4 separate regions of the Mus musculus genome follow, and regions 2, 3 and 4 are each linked to region 1. Evidence: chromatin contacts called from public Hi-C and promoter capture Hi-C data. All regions are on one chromosome and are shown on one strand. Each heading gives the region's core, a stretch centred on a gene start, on an enhancer-like site or on the middle of the called end of the contact. The rest is flanking DNA. Distances are from core to core; before and after follow the strand shown.

Region 1 (3,622 bases), core at 423-2,922:
ATACATTCCTAACGAACACAAACACCGCTGCGGCTCCTTCAGAGACCACTTAGACCCAGTGTTATAACTTTACAAGTGGCATGTACTCTAGGCTATTACAGGAAGGCAGCAACAGCCGATACCAGTCCAGATCTGAACTCTTCTAAAAACTGATAGGTCAACGTTGAGATTACCGTAAAAGAAATCTGGAATGTGTTAAAACTAACAGTGATGTTTTACTGCAATGGAACACAGTAAGAAATGGTGAGGTTTTACTTAAACGGGAAGAAGTAACGGCGTTCACGAAACGTGAAAGAACCATAGCTGCCTGGCTCATACCTGGTTTTCTGAACCGGGATTCCCTCTAAGAGAGAAGCAAGTGAGCCAAGTATCCCTAAGAGGTGTCGCGTCCTGGGTCTTGTCTGTACTGAGACTGAACAGACTTTTCCATCGAAAAACGTAAGTCACCGTCGGTCTAAGTAAACTGCCCCAGTGTATCCCCTGCGCCCTGGGGAAATCAGTAACAACACGCCCACCCCCACCCCCTCTTCCTTCTTTCTAGGTGAGGAAAACAAGCTCCTGGTTGCTGGAGTGCAAAGCCTGTGTTCTCACAATAGGGTTCAAGGTGTGTGTGGACTGACTCGCAGCACCCTTGTCTCTGTGGGAGGTTCAAAGTCCGCAAACCAGAGGACCGCACTATCTAGACAGCATCAAAAGAACACTCAGCTCTGGGAAGAAGGCTTTCAAGTTCCCAAAGAAAGTCTGGAAGCCACCATGGTCTCAGGTCTGGGACACCTGGCGGAGCAAACTTTCGCTGCCCTTTGACCACAAAAACATCCTCAACTCAAGCTGGGTCGTGGGGGTAGGGAGTAGGGTAGGGGACCATTAGCTAGACGAAAGGCTGTTTCTCAAAAAGTTCGGAATCGGCGATTGGGTAAAAGTTAGGTGACGGCGATGCCTAAAAGAAACAAAGCAACTGCGAGAAAGGGGGGGCATCCTTCCCTAGCACTCCAGACACCCTTCCCTGGCTGCCCTGGGCCCTCGCAGAGCTGTGGACTGGAGGTCCAGGGCACGAACCCCACACCGGCTCCGAAGTGCACCGGTCCTGCGCACTGCCCGGAAGATCCCAATCCCCCGGGCAGAGGGCCGGGAACAAAGGGTGGGGCGCACGGCCCCCGCCTCTCCGCCCAGCCACCCGCCCTCAGGAGTCGGACCCCAGCCAGCGGCCGCGCCTCATTAACAACACAAAGCCAGGGGTCGGCGGCCCCTTTCATCCTGTCCGGGACCTGCAGACGCGCGCCCGGGGATCCAGACGCAGGATGAGCGGCTAGAAAAGCTGAGAACCCCGTTGCTCGCGGATCCGGCGTCCAGCGATCCCCGCGGTCCCCGCTCGCCTGCGCGCGAACACCTGTGCGCGCGGCGCGCCCCCAGGTAACCTGGAACCCGGAGAAGCCTTCGCCTTACCCTCCAGCCACAGGTGTCCGCGCCCCTCGCGCGGCCGGAGCCGCCCGCGGCCACTGCCAGCTGCGAGCCGTTGAGACAGGCGTTGACAGTGAAGAAGAAGGAGCAGAGCTGCAGCCACGGGGCCATGGCCGTACGCTCGCCCAGTTGGGCCGGTCTCCGCTAGGTTGCTGCCTGTAGCTCGCTCTCTAGTCCCGAGTGGGCGGCGGCGGTAGCGGCGGCGGCCGAGGCTGGCAGCCCTCACCGGGCATGCGCTGCCGGGCTTCGCCCCTCCTCTTTCCTCCAGGTTCCGCCCTCAATCTCAGCTTTCCGTCCTGGTTCTGATCCTGTAGCCCGGCCCTTCGGTCTTGGCCCCGCCCCAATGCACAGGAGACTCTGGCTTCCACCGGAGATTGACACAGCAGGAGGTTCAGCACTAAGGGATTTTTTTTTTTTTTTTAATCCAAAGGATTTGTCCAAATGACTTCTCCATGCAAAAACTTGGGGCGAATCAAAGAATATAATAATAGTAATTTTAAAATTAATGATTTAATAAGTACTTGCTTTTCAAATGTCAAGTTCCTTCTTGCACCCTACCAATGAAATGACAAGGAAATGTCATAATAAAGCCTCTAGGGAAATCCTGTCTCTACATTTACTCCTGGGACCCAGGACAAATTATTTGCTTCCTCCAAAGTGCTGTTCCCAGTAAGACGAAATGAAGAACAAGACTCTTCATCCAGGGAGAGTTCTGTTAACATGTAGGAAGCAATCAATAAAGGCTACAACCACGAACTGACTTTCATAAGGTCACATAGCCTTGCTGGATGGACAAATCGACAGTTATGAAAAAAAAGATAAAGATTGAGTCAAGACGGGCGGTGGTGGTGCGCACCTTTAATCCCAGCACTCGGAAGGCAGAGGCAGGTGGATTTCTGAGTTAGAGGCCAGCCTGGTCTACAGAGTGAGTTCCAGGACAGCCAGGGCTACACAGAGAAACCCTGTCTCAAAAAAAAAAAAAAAAAAAAAGAGTTGCCTTGGCCATGGTGTCTCTTCACAGCAATGGAAAACCCTAAGACAGCCACAGTGGGTAGGCACCTGTCCTCATCGTGGGGTCACGAGGTCCACAGAAGACTGCCCTTCCAGATGAGCTTTCTCTGAGTAGATGCAAGAAGCACACTGCTCCTTGCAAGAATCTGCAAGTCAGAGCTTTTCTCCCACGCTCCTTTAAACTCTAGGCATTCAAAGTCCCCTTAGCAAAGGCTGTCCAGGCTCAGAGCTGCCACAGACTGAGATATTGTCAGGATGGATGACCTAGCTTTTGGTGAAAAACTAAGACAACCATGAGGTTATTGGCTCCTTAATCTACATGCACTCCTGCCTTGATGTGTTCCATAACTTACTAATCAATCCAGGCCCAGTGTTTTTGTTATAATCAGTGATTTTAAAATACCCCCACACGTTTATCTCCCTCTCTCTCTAAATTTTATTTTATTGTTTTATGTTTTATGTGAGCATTCTATCTGCATGAACACCTGCAGGCCAGAAGAGGGCATCTGATTCCCATTATAGATGGTTGTGAGCCATAATGTGGTTGTTATGAATTGAACACAGGTTTTAATGACTAGAATCCAAGAATCATTTTTTAAAAAAAGGAAAAACCTCAAACCCTACTAAAGTTCTAAATAAAACTAAACTTAGTAATAGATGTGTGTGTGTGTGATTTTTTTTTTTTTTCAGTACTGGGGATCAAACTAAGGCCCCTCTGTGTGCAGGGCAACCAAACCCCTCTACCCCTGAGCCAAACTCTCGGGCCTCTCTCTCTACCCTTTAAGGTCATATTTATTGCAAGGCTTTTGTTGTTGTTAGTAGACTAGTTTTCTTTGTGGTGGTGGTAAGGACTCAGGACGCTAGGCAAGCTTTCTACCCTGGCCTAAGACTCTTCCCCACCCCAGGCTCTTGGGATGTAGCCCAAGGCCAGCCTGAGCTGTCTTGCCTTCTGCCTCTGCCTCCTGAAAGTGGGGATCACAGGCTTAAGTTTGCGCCAGCAGTCTGTTTTAGGCTTTTGGAAGAAAAATGTAGATTTGTAGGAAGATTAAGGAGCTAGGCAGCCGGCTGGTGAGATGGCTCAGTGGGTAAGAGCACCCAACTGCTCTTTCAAAGGTCAGGAGTTCAAATCCCAGCAACCACATGGTGGCTCACA
Region 2 (3,622 bases), core at 709-3,208, 690 kb before region 1:
TATGATTCCAGGGCTGACCACTTGGATACTGGATAATCAAACTGATGGCTCTTCCCTGGGGAGACTACTCCTGCTCTCAGCTGACTGTAGTTCTTTGTCTAAGGCCAAGGCCCGCTGAGATCTCTCCTTCCATACTAGCATATCTATGGATAGCATCCTTGTCCAGGTCTTATTTAGGCGGCCACATTTCTGAGACTTCTCGGGTATAGCCTCTGACATTTCTAGCAAATGAAATCTCACAGCGAAGTCCCCATTCCTCTGGCTCTTGCTGTCAATGCTAACTGTAAATCATTACATAGTGAGTGCAATGTTCTGCATTACTGCTCTTCTTGCTGACTACATAAGCCCGTGAGCACATCTATCACTTGATTCCTTTGTGGTAACACACTAAAATTTACTCTTAGGTCTCCTTGCTGTGGAATAAACCTCAAAGCTTAATCTTTGGAGGCTGAGGAAATGGCTCATACTGTAAAAGCCATGCCACGCAAGCACGAATACCTGAGTTTGAGCCCCAGAACAAACGTAAAATTCTAGGCATGACACAGAGACAGACAGATAGCTGTGGCTGGCTGCTTGGCATAGTTGGCCAGCCCCAGTGGCTAACCCTATCTAAAACTCAACAAACAACAACAACAAAACAAAAACAAAAACAAGAAATACAAAAAACGAAACACCCAAAGCAGACAACATCTGAGCAATAGAACACCTAAAGTTGACCTTTGCCCATCTCATGCATTTGTACACACATGTCCACCACACCACACACACACACACACACACACACACACACACACACACACACACACTTCTTGTCTTACTGAAACACTGTGCCTTCTTACAGGTACTTTGCCATTGTCTTTCCCCTTTTCTCCTTTCTTCAGCTTCTTATCTGTCATTCTATGACAGATGAGTTCAATTTATTGTGTTTTATTTTATTTTTATTCTATGTTTAAGTGATACCAACCAATACTTGTCTTCCTATTCCTGAATTATTTTATTTAGTACAACACCTATATATGCCTTCATGTTGTCCCAAAAGACAGCACTACATTCTTTTAAAATGCCAAATAATATGGTACATCATCTTACCCTCTGCTCAGTGACATTAAGGTTGGTTTTATACCCTAGCTGTTATCAATAAGCCTACAACGAATATGGGTATGAAGACAGCCCTGGACGGGCAAGCAGTCTGCCAAGTGTTGCTCACAGATGTAGCTGGATCCATGAAAATAAAACACTGGTGCTACCCACATTCTGTTCGTTCCTGGGAAAACCAAGGAGGGACCTTGGTCATTTAATGAAGAGAAAAGTGTGTGCAGTGTGGTGAGGGAGAAACAATGCTGGCAGGCTCAGAGGTGGGGCAAGAACATTAAGTTTATAAATGAGATCTTTATATAAAAACAAGGATGCTAGAAAGGGGGAATACAGAATTCTCAACCTGACTTAATCCCAAAGTCTGCTCTCAAATACCATAGCTGTTTCTGGGTGGGACTCAGAACTGTCCCTCTGTGTGCACGAGTGCACGCGCTCACACACACACACACACACACACACACACACACACACACAGGGTCGTGGAGGGAGCACTACCAAATTCCTTCTCTTAGCTTCTCTGGTTCCTTCGTTTTCCTGAACTGTATCTTGTTCTGTTTGTTCCTCACAGAAGCCATCATTAAAAAGTTAACCCAGTGTACGTGCTGCAGGGGTGATCATAGCTAGGTTCAGTGGATGGGGGAGGGTCAGCCTCAGAAGAGCTCCTGCACCTCCGCTCAGGCCAGAGTTAGCTCCTCTTGGAAATAAATGCTCATCAAGGAACCAGATGGCCCTGCCAGGCCCGGGGACCTTGGTCTCCAGGCCTCTGGTGTTTGGCTTGCAGGGCTGCAGCTATTTCCACCTCAGATGAAACTGAGGATGAAGGCAGGAGGGTTAGCTAGACTGTATTCTGTGGGTATGCCCTGACAGCCCAAAGTGCACTCAGTGCAGTCCATTGTTTCAGCCAAGATTAATAGACAGCTGTTAAACGTTCACAACAAAAGAAGTGGGGCGGGGGGGGGGGTGCTTTTCCTCACCTATTACTTGTGTCTCAGAGACAGGCTTTCACTGTAGGCCAAGCTGGCCTTAAACTCTATATCCTCCTGCCTTAGCTTCCTGAGCCTAGGCTCCTAGGACTTTTAAAGCTACCAAGAAAGGAGGAAAGAGCTGACTGATAGGAGATAGTAAGGTCTCCAGAACTCTGGGCCTCAACTCTTAAAAACTTAACTGAAGAAAATAGCTCTCTGAGGCAGAGCTTTCAAAGTTTATTTCTGAAGGAAGTGGAAGTACTGCATTAGTTTTTGAAGCAATATCCACAGAACAGTTTGTTCTGGGGCCCCAGTGACATAAATAGAGTAGGCCTGGTGTACACACCGATCGGGTGACAGTGAAATTAGGGCCTGGTGTGGGAGCAAATTACCCTCTGCTCATCTCACCAACACCTAAGGTTCAGGGACAGGGGAAGCATCCTTTGAGTGAGTAGACACGCCCACTTGCCCTACCCTATCCCCCTTATGCAATTAGCCAGTCTGCTAGATCCAGATATATTGGCCCTATAATTACCAGATATGAACTAAAAAACTGTGCCTTTTAAAGGTTAACTGCATCTCCCAGGCACATTTTATTAGCATCAGAACAAATGTGTTGGCTGTCCAACAGTCCCAGTGACAGAGCTGCCCGCTGTGGGACACAGCCACGTATGCCATGGTTGAGTTCCTTTGCCAGCATGTTGTGCAGTACTAAGTCTTAAAAAGCCAAAAAATACAGGGATGGCGTAACACAGGAAGGGCAGAAACAGGTTGCACACTCAACTAAATAAAGAACCAACGGAAACAGCCCAAAGTTTCAAACTTACAAAGACTCTCATGATTTTAGAGAAATAGATGATGATTATGGTGGGTGAAGGCAGGCAGGTCCCCTGCAATGCTTTTCTCTTTTGTCTTAGTAACCTTCCCAGCAGCTCTACAAGATGGGTAAGGCTACAAAAGTTTATAAGGTCCAAGCCCAAAGGAAGGGAAGAGCTATATTCCTGAACAATTTAACTCCAAGCCTGCCCTGGAATGAGAGAAAGAAGCAGAAAAATAAAGTGAATTACATTTTGCCAAGATATCCAACACTCTGCACTTTGAATCCGTCTTTGCTCTATAAAAGCAATGACTAGCATGAAATCAAAGCTCATGGTCCAGGCTCTCCATGTAATTTCATGGAGACCTTTTCTTTCAAACAAGAACCCGTAGCCATTGCTGTCCCCATGTTAGAATTGAATTTTGTAATTCCCCCACCATTCAGATGCTAAAGCCCTAACTCCAAGTGTGATGGCATATGGAGGTACTGTCCTTGGAGAGTCAGGGGTGGGTGGTTAGCAGTGGAGCTGCCATGACAAGATTAATGCTCTTACAGAAGAGACGCTGGCTCTAGAATCACCAGATGTTAACTTGAAGCCAATGTGTGTTCCCTCTCCCTTTAACTTTGTACATGGTGAGGTAGCAGTCCTCTGGGACTCAGGAAGACATCCAAATTTACTTTCTATCACTGTGACAAACACTATGACCAAAGCCAATTTGGGGAGGAAAGGACTTATTTGGCTTAC
Region 3 (3,622 bases), core at 786-3,285, 600 kb after region 1:
TATGTGTGACAATATCAGGAATTGTGTTTCTGTAAGAACTTAGACTGAAAAAAAAAAACATTTAGTAAATAAAAAGGATTTATAAAGTCCCAAAATACTGAGTGACTTCAAGTAGTAAACTGTACAGATATATTTTTTCTTACTAAATGCTAAAAGCAATCCTATTATTTCTTTTAAATAGCTAGCTCTTCTAAAATCATCCATTTTCTTGATTATATATTTTGTAGATTCTCTTCTGAATTGTATCAATAGGAAATTATCTATCGGTATGGCATTGTTTCTCTTCTTTAAGGAAACTGCCTTCCCAAAGTCCTTTATTTCAACTTCATACCCAGGACTTAACGATTTCCTGTTGGTTGTTTCTTTTGTTTCCTCATACAAGAGTCTAGACTTTATAATAGGCTGGTGTCTGATGAAAACAGAAGGCATGTTCTTTCCCTACTCCCCGTTCTCTGCAGTAATGTGATTGCTCTAGTAAGTGTAGCTCTCTACTTCCTCTTCAAGGTTCAAGCTTTTGGTTGAAGCTTGGTCCTGGAGTGATGTCTTTAAATTTGGTCATGGAATGTGTTACACTGCTCCTCTCAGGGAATGCGGCTCTGTTTGAGCTTCGGTGCTAACGCTTCTTTTCTTTGGCAGAGAAGCTGATGGTCCAAGGGCATCTAACCAAAGTGGTAGAAGAATCAAAGCTTTCAAAAGGTTAGTTTGCTGTCTTCTCTCCCCCGTGGTTTTACAGGTATTTTGGATAATGAAAGTTAGTTTAGAATTTCAAGGTTGTTGTATTTTAACCATGAGCTTATTTCTTACAGCTTACAAAATGTCACTCTAGTAACAGTATCGGATATTATATAAAGTATTTGTATGTTTATTTTAAGAAAAAATAGGAAAGTTTCTTTTACTGTAGGCATTTGTGTGTGGTTTTAAGGTTAATGCTTGTGGTAGGTTTGCAGTTGATCCTTTCCTCTCATTGCTACATTGTTGTCAGTTTTCATCTCAGTCTTAGTCAACACAGGGCAATCTTTTAAGAGTGAAAAATACTTAAAATTTTATTTTGAAGACTACTATATATTTAACATTCCTTATGGTATTCAGTATTTCTCTATTTTGTTATCTTAGTTTGATTAAAACAAAAGTGATGACTTTTAGCAATGTAAAATCATGTTATATTTTATAATTAAGTCTAGTAATACCATCAAAATAGGTTATTATTATTATTAGTTAAACTTAGGGAAGAAAATTAAAATTTAAAGCACCATACTGCTGCTTTTAAGCATAGGACAGCTAGGTAAGTAAGTCTGGCAGGATGTGTTCCTTGTTAGAGTGGGGCTTTCATTAGACTTTGCCAGGATAAAATTTAAAACTAGCTTCACAATCCTAGTTAGTTAGTTAAAACAACAAATGCTAAGAGTTTGTAACAGTTTATTTTCGTACATTCTGTATTATTAGAGTAATTGGGTTCACTTGCTTTTTAAAATGTTTTTAAACAAATTGTGTTATTTCAGATGTCTGGAAGCTTTCATTTTGAGTTTTGTGCACAGTAGATGCCATATAAGGAGAAAGAATGCATAGACATGCAATGCTGAGATTGTTCTGGCTGATGGGCATTAGGTTGCAGAACAGTGAACTATTTTTAGTACAGATGTAATTTATTTTGTCTTATTAAACAGATGAGAACAGACTTTAAAATAGCCTTTACTTCACCTCCTAAGTTCCTATTCTAATCTGTTGATTGAGTAAGCAACACTTTGGACTGTAAGCAAAGCAGAGGGTGGGGGTGATTGGTGTTTCTTTCCAAAAAGTGCCTTGCTGCCTAGGTATGTCAGTGTATTATGGAATAGATTTGCTTGAAATCAGGTTTTTGAAAAAGCTGTGAGCAACATTATGGATTAAAAAACTACAAATAAAAAGTTTTGAAGAGCCGGTTTTGATTCAGCAGTTCCTCTTCTGGGTCTCTTGGTTTGTTTTTTGTTGAGACAAACTCTTACTGTGTTGCCTTGTTTAGCCTTGAGCTCTTGTCTTAGCTTCCTGAATGCTGAGATTACAAATGGGGAGGGACCACATTGGCTGTGTTTTTATCTTAGGGAACAAGCTAGACCAATGTTCAAGGTTCTTTGTTTCAGTCAGACATTTATTAAACCTATTATGGCAAATAGTTCCATGCAAATGAGTTTAATTCATTTTCCAAGAGTCATAATACGTGTTTCATATTTCATTAATCAGCACTTGTTAGTACTTTTCACACTGCCAAACCAGGTGGCCATAAAAGTTACATTTTAATGTTTTCAGACTGGCTATAAAATATTTCCTTGGAATTTGACTCAGTTACTTGTCTTTAAAAAACTGCATTAGTGATTTTATGGTGAACTTTTTCATTACTCCATTGAAAATGACAGTTGCTAGGAGTTATCAGCTCCTCTGAAGGCTTCACTCTCATGCATATAACCATGCCTTGCACGTGCTTTCTGAGTTAGGGTTAACTCAGGACATATCTGTAGACGCTTGGACATAGATAGATGCAGCACAACCATTCTGTTCTCTGCATGTCCTCAGGCAGCTCACGGAAACTTTCAACCTCAGTTTCTCCACTCTTTCTGGTGTGTGTTAGGTTGGCTGCTTTGATTTGGAGACGGGGTCTTAGGAAAGAAAAAGGGGGGAGGGAGTAAATGAAACAATCTCTAAATATACAAGTAGTGTAATCTTTATGTATTATACTTACTGTCTTTAAGTTTCAGTCAGTAATATTACATGTATCTTGAATATGTTCAATACACATTTCATTTTTTCATAATGAGGGTACTGTAGTGAGCATCGTTATGTCTTATTTCACATATTCAACTACTTCCTTAGAGGAAAGTAAAAGTGGGCTCATAAACTTTATTTATTAGATTTATTAATTTTATATGTATGAGTATTACTCTGCATGAATGTATATGCACTGTATATGTATTGGTACCCACAGAGGCCAGAAGTAGTGTTGGATTCCCAGGACCTAGAGTTACAGTGAGTTGTGAGCCACTCTGGGTTCTGGAACCATATTAGGGTTACCTGCAAGAATAGGAATTGTTCTTAACTGCTGAGTCATCACTCCAGTCCATGGTTTTGCATATTTTAAATTTTGATAAATATTGTCACAAATGGTGTGGTCAGATAAATGTCATGATTATTTATGAAGATAGTAATCCCCTAATGAGTATGATTTTTCTCACTAGAGAGATAGCATCTGCATACCCTGAGACAGCAGAATGTGGTCAACAGGGGAAAAAGAAAAGCAGTAACAAAAATGATATAATAAAAAAAGTAATACACTAGGGAAATAAATGTTTCCTTAGCAGCAGTGTGGTAAGAGTGATGCTTTGCAGCATAAATAGGCCAGATAGAGAAAATGGTTGTTGAGGAACGTAGACTCAAGCAAAGAATTGCAGTCTACAGTGAGTTCTTATGCATAACCCTCCAAAGAAGCCTGCATAACTGAACTCTCGTGGGGATCAATCAATACAGGGATAAGAGTGTGGCTAAACTCTTCTATCTGAAGCTTAACTGAAGCCTAGGTGTGATTCTATAGAGTTTTGGTTGGAGAATGGCTTTCTCTGTAAACCCTGTCCCAAAGAATGCCATAGAATACATA
Region 4 (3,622 bases), core at 609-3,108, 570 kb after region 1:
ATTGTTCAACATATTATATCTCTAAAGCAATAATTATTGTTATAATAGTCTTATTGATATAATTTGATATATTAATAGAACTATATTACATAACTATATCATAAATAACATTTATTATACTATACAATATATTATATAATAACATTATTAGCATATAATAAAATATAAATATATAATAAACTATTTTATATAACTATATAATAAAACTATTATATGTCACATATTCCAATTTTGCTTATAAGACTCAGTGAGTTTTGGTAGATGTATATAGTCACTTTAAGCACTACTCTTAAAACCATTATATAATTTGTTTTTGTCTGCCTACATGAGGTTTAAGTCAGTTTAATAAACTAACCCATTTGTTGAATCCATCAATGATATGGTATTTTAAGAACAGAGAAATCAAAACTTGACTTTTTTTTCTATAAAAGGCCATAGTCTGTACAATTGGCAATATGTGAGAGGCTTGTCTATCAAAACCTTCAGTAGGAAAAGGAGTGAGAAGCAATATTATGCATTATATACAGAGAGACTGCTGTGATTTTATCAAAAGGTATTGGAGATGGAAGGATAAACAATTGTATGAAAGCTGTCCTGGAGAGCCTCCTGTGTGAGTCAGAGCAACTATATAGAGGGAGAATCAGAGAGGAACTCTCAAGTGTCAGCAGCCTTGACATGGGAAGAGTGCATAACATGATCTAAAGTATGCATCAGGGACTTCCAAGTCTCATGGCGTGTGGTTGGGAGATAGTTGGAGAGAGGAATTAAGAATAAGGCCTAGGTTTTAAAAGGCAGTAGACTAGGTGTGATATCAGCAAAGTAGGACAAATGTGTCAGTTTCTCTCCTCTTACTATTTCTGTACATTGGGCAGTTGACTTTCATTGTCTGTCAAGGAATTGAAAGTTTTTCTAAGGTAGTGCATACTATCACTAAACCACTAGATGTATTTACTTTTTTAGGAATTACTACTTTTATGAATGAAATACAAATTTAGATATGAGACCCACCAAGCTTCATATTTTTAAACAACTATTCTATTTGTTTTAACCAGTTACCCATGGGTGTATTGTTTCCACAATAAAACTTTTTCTACCAGATGGTATGGAAGCCCGACTTCGTTCAGAGTGAGTATAATTTAGTGCTGTGAAGTTTTGGATTAATTATCTTGGTTGGCAATATTCAGAGTGATGACATGCTGTTAATCTACAAAATTACTTTATTAAAAAGTATATATAGTACCTTTTGACATACTTCAGTTTTAATTACTTTTTTATATTATTTGAAAATCTAGTAAATAATAATGTATCAGAGATAAAGGTTATTTGTTTCCAAGTTTAATTTTACAATGTATATTTGAATGTATAATTAGTTGCTTTTTGCAATATTTAGGATATGTTAGTTACTGTGTTCCTTTTGATATAATAATATAGGACATTTTACACTGTGACTGCCTGTGGTGTTAATGTAGGCGTTATTATGTTCTAGAACTTGAAGATGTCAATATAGTTAGTTAGTAATTTTTTAATGGGAGTTAAAAAATAATCTCCCCAAAGTTGTATTTTATGTTTTAAATGAAGCAATATCAAGTCCTGCTATGAAATCTAGAGTGTAAAATGTAAACATAAGTATATCCTGTGCTTTTTACAGATTATCACTGTGAGGTATGGAAAGGGCTGGGAAGTATTTAAATATTAATGCTTATTTCTTTTAATTTTAGAAAGGCCTTTACTATGCTAGATGCTTGTTTCCCTCCTTCAAAAGAGCTTCCTGTCATTACAGTTTATATTTTACTAGTGGTTTGCATGACTTTGACTGTGCCAAAATGTCTAGAGTTTAAGGGAAAGCTGAGCAGGAAAGAGGTAAAGCAGAGTCCTTCCCTTCCTTCCTGTGGCTGTGATAGTCTCTCCTGGCCGCCAGCTTAGGACCTACTATAGTTTTGTTTTTTTTTTCTTTCTGTAATTTTATGGCCAAATGATGAATGGCAGAGATTGTAACATTTATTTTAATTACAGTTTACTAAAATGTAATTACAGTTTATTAAGTTGCAGTAAAGTTCAAGAACTTAACATAGCGGAAGCCTAATTTATGGGTCAAGGAGTAAACTTTCAGTCATAGACTAATTAGTTAGTCCAGCAGTGATACACAGCTTTTTAAAGACTAGTGTTTAGAGGTAGTTGATATGAAATGTAGTTAATATGAGATTATTTTTGATAGAGGTAGTTGATATGAAATGTAGTTAATATGAGATTATTTTTGATAGAGGTAGTTGATATGAAATGTAGTTAATATGAGATTATTTTTGATAGAGCTAAAAGCTTTGAGCAGTCATGTATGTCTTTCGTGTTGTTAGGTTCCATCTAATAAAATATGTGGGCCTTATCTTTGTGTGTGCATGCTTGTGTATGTGTGCATGTGTGTGCACATGTGTACACACCTTGGTGCCATGGCTTGTGTGGCAATCAGAGGACAACCTTGCTGTTGCTGTTTGCCTTTCAGCTTCTTTAAGGCATGGTTGTCAATGTCCTTCAATAGTTACAGTTTTTACCTGTTTCTCATTTAGTGACCATGTGTTTATGTTTGTATGCATGTCTGTTGCCTGCATATGGAGGGCCAGGGCAACCTCAGCTGTTGATCCTTAGGAGCTGTGTGCTTTGTGTTCTGAGACCGGATCTCATTGGATAGGGCCAGTGAGCCTCACAGATCTACCTGTGTTCACCTTCCAAGTACTGAGGTTATAGGCGGGCTATAGCACCTGACCTTTTACAAGGTTCTGGGGATGCTTGAGCAGTGGGGCTTTACCTACTAAAGCGTCTTCCTAGCCCCTGCTTAAAGGGCTATTAATATTAATAGTTGAATACATGCCAAGGCTACTATGTAAATAGTGTATAGTGTGTTTAAGATCTTCAGTAGGTAGTTCTGACTGTTTCTTAGTTTTGTTATATTTTATAATTTTCTACAACAAGAAATAGAAATTGCTTATAGCTTTACAAACAACACTAAATAATAATTTGCTTTCTAAACATTTCCTTGTTATACTCTTTGTATATACAAGAAGTTTTTCAACAATTCAAACAGCACGCTCATACCCCATATAGTTTCTGTAAAAAACAAATACATGTTATGTGACCTTTTTTAAGCCTTTTGGGGTTTTTTGTTTGTTTGTTTGTTTCTAGTTAACCAGATTTTATGAGGAAAGAGACTTACTTCTTATGTCACTATTTTAAAAGATTTTTAAAGATCTATTTGTTTAATTTAGGGTTTTTATGTTAATGTCTCTGTATATATACATATCAACAGAAAAAAGGGATGTATAAAAAAATGGTTGTCTCTGCATGCTAGGACTGCATAATTCTAGTTTAGTTTTTTATATTTCCCACATATTCCATATCTAACATATATTGCCTGTGCAGTCAAGAAAGATTAACTCATGTTTAAGACATCTATTTGAGTTTTATAGAGTGAAGAAGAATACCTGTAGTTACAACTTTAAAAACCTTCACTAGGTAGTAAGTTCCTTAGGGCCTTGTGATAGACTCTGGATGCAGGGGGTAAATTGATTATAATTCCTAAGACACAGAAATGTTATCAAATAAATACGGTAAAAGATTTATGCATATTCAG

Evidence for each region. Promoter capture Hi-C pulls out the DNA fragments that hold promoters and counts their contacts. Hi-C and Micro-C count contacts between places; a contact is called where the count stands out from the background.
Region 2: a Hi-C map of the N1E-115 cell line shows a contact between it and region 1, with 6 times the contacts expected there. The contact joins the enhancer-like site here to the promoter of Il17rd in region 1. A contact is called at or near these places in 2 of 39 promoter capture datasets (the C10 cell line and pre-B cells), 1 of 15 datasets of contacts at CTCF or cohesin (large pre-B cells), 3 of 484 Hi-C or Micro-C datasets (the N1E-115 cell line, embryonic stem cells and pro-B cells), 1 of 115 datasets of contacts at active chromatin or transcription factors (craniofacial prominence) and 1 of 9 other capture datasets (pancreatic islet).
Region 3: a promoter capture Hi-C map of liver shows a contact between it and region 1, with 2.1 times the contacts expected there. The contact joins the enhancer-like site here to the promoter of Il17rd in region 1. A contact is called at or near these places in 5 of 39 promoter capture datasets (3T3-L1-derived adipocytes, the HPC-7 cell line, HPC-7-derived erythroid cells and 2 more) and 1 of 15 datasets of contacts at CTCF or cohesin (large pre-B cells).
Region 4: a contact with region 1 is called in a promoter capture Hi-C map of the HPC-7 cell line, with 11 times the contacts expected there. The contact joins the enhancer-like site here to the promoter of Il17rd in region 1. A contact is called at or near these places in 10 of 39 promoter capture datasets (the 3T3-L1 cell line, the C10 cell line, the HPC-7 cell line and 5 more), 2 of 15 datasets of contacts at CTCF or cohesin (large pre-B cells and pro-B cells), 25 of 484 Hi-C or Micro-C datasets (B cells, the Ba/F3 cell line, the G1E-ER4 cell line and 15 more), 6 of 115 datasets of contacts at active chromatin or transcription factors (the SCID.adh cell line, embryonic forebrain, embryonic stem cells and 3 more) and 3 of 9 other capture datasets (embryonic stem cells, liver and pancreatic islet).

Annotation. Positions count from the first base shown.
Region 1 is chr14:27,037,051-27,040,672 of GRCm38.p6, reverse strand. It overlaps Il17rd (interleukin 17 receptor D), which reads right to left and starts at 1,672. Exons shown (of 13, transcript NM_134437.3): 1 at 1,444-1,672. The coding sequence starts at 1,569.
Region 2 is chr14:27,729,472-27,733,093 of GRCm38.p6, reverse strand. The region is part of intron 2 of Erc2 (ELKS/RAB6-interacting/CAST family member 2); the gene reads right to left. Among named protein-coding and RNA genes, the nearest start is that of Erc2, 110 kb to the right of the region's middle. Within about 2 kb of position 1,958, at least 8 of the 459 cell types and tissues checked have an H3K27ac peak or open chromatin away from gene starts, as enhancers often do. A contact at or near this core is called in the N1E-115 cell line, where this site is marked.
Region 3 is chr14:26,439,649-26,443,270 of GRCm38.p6, reverse strand. Slmap (sarcolemma associated protein) reads left to right here. Exons shown (of 23, transcript NM_001310445.1): 14 at 637-696. Among named protein-coding and RNA genes, the nearest start is that of Gm34223, 37 kb to the right of the region's middle. Within about 2 kb of position 2,035, at least 50 of the 459 cell types and tissues checked have an H3K27ac peak or open chromatin away from gene starts, as enhancers often do. A contact at or near this core is called in liver, where this site is marked.
Region 4 is chr14:26,471,402-26,475,023 of GRCm38.p6, reverse strand. It overlaps Slmap (sarcolemma associated protein), which reads left to right. Exons shown (of 23, transcript NM_001310445.1): 3 at 1,053-1,125. Among named protein-coding and RNA genes, the nearest start is that of Gm24031, 24 kb to the left of the region's middle. Within about 2 kb of position 1,858, at least 1 of the 459 cell types and tissues checked has an H3K27ac peak or open chromatin away from gene starts, as enhancers often do. A contact at or near this core is called in the HPC-7 cell line, where this site is marked.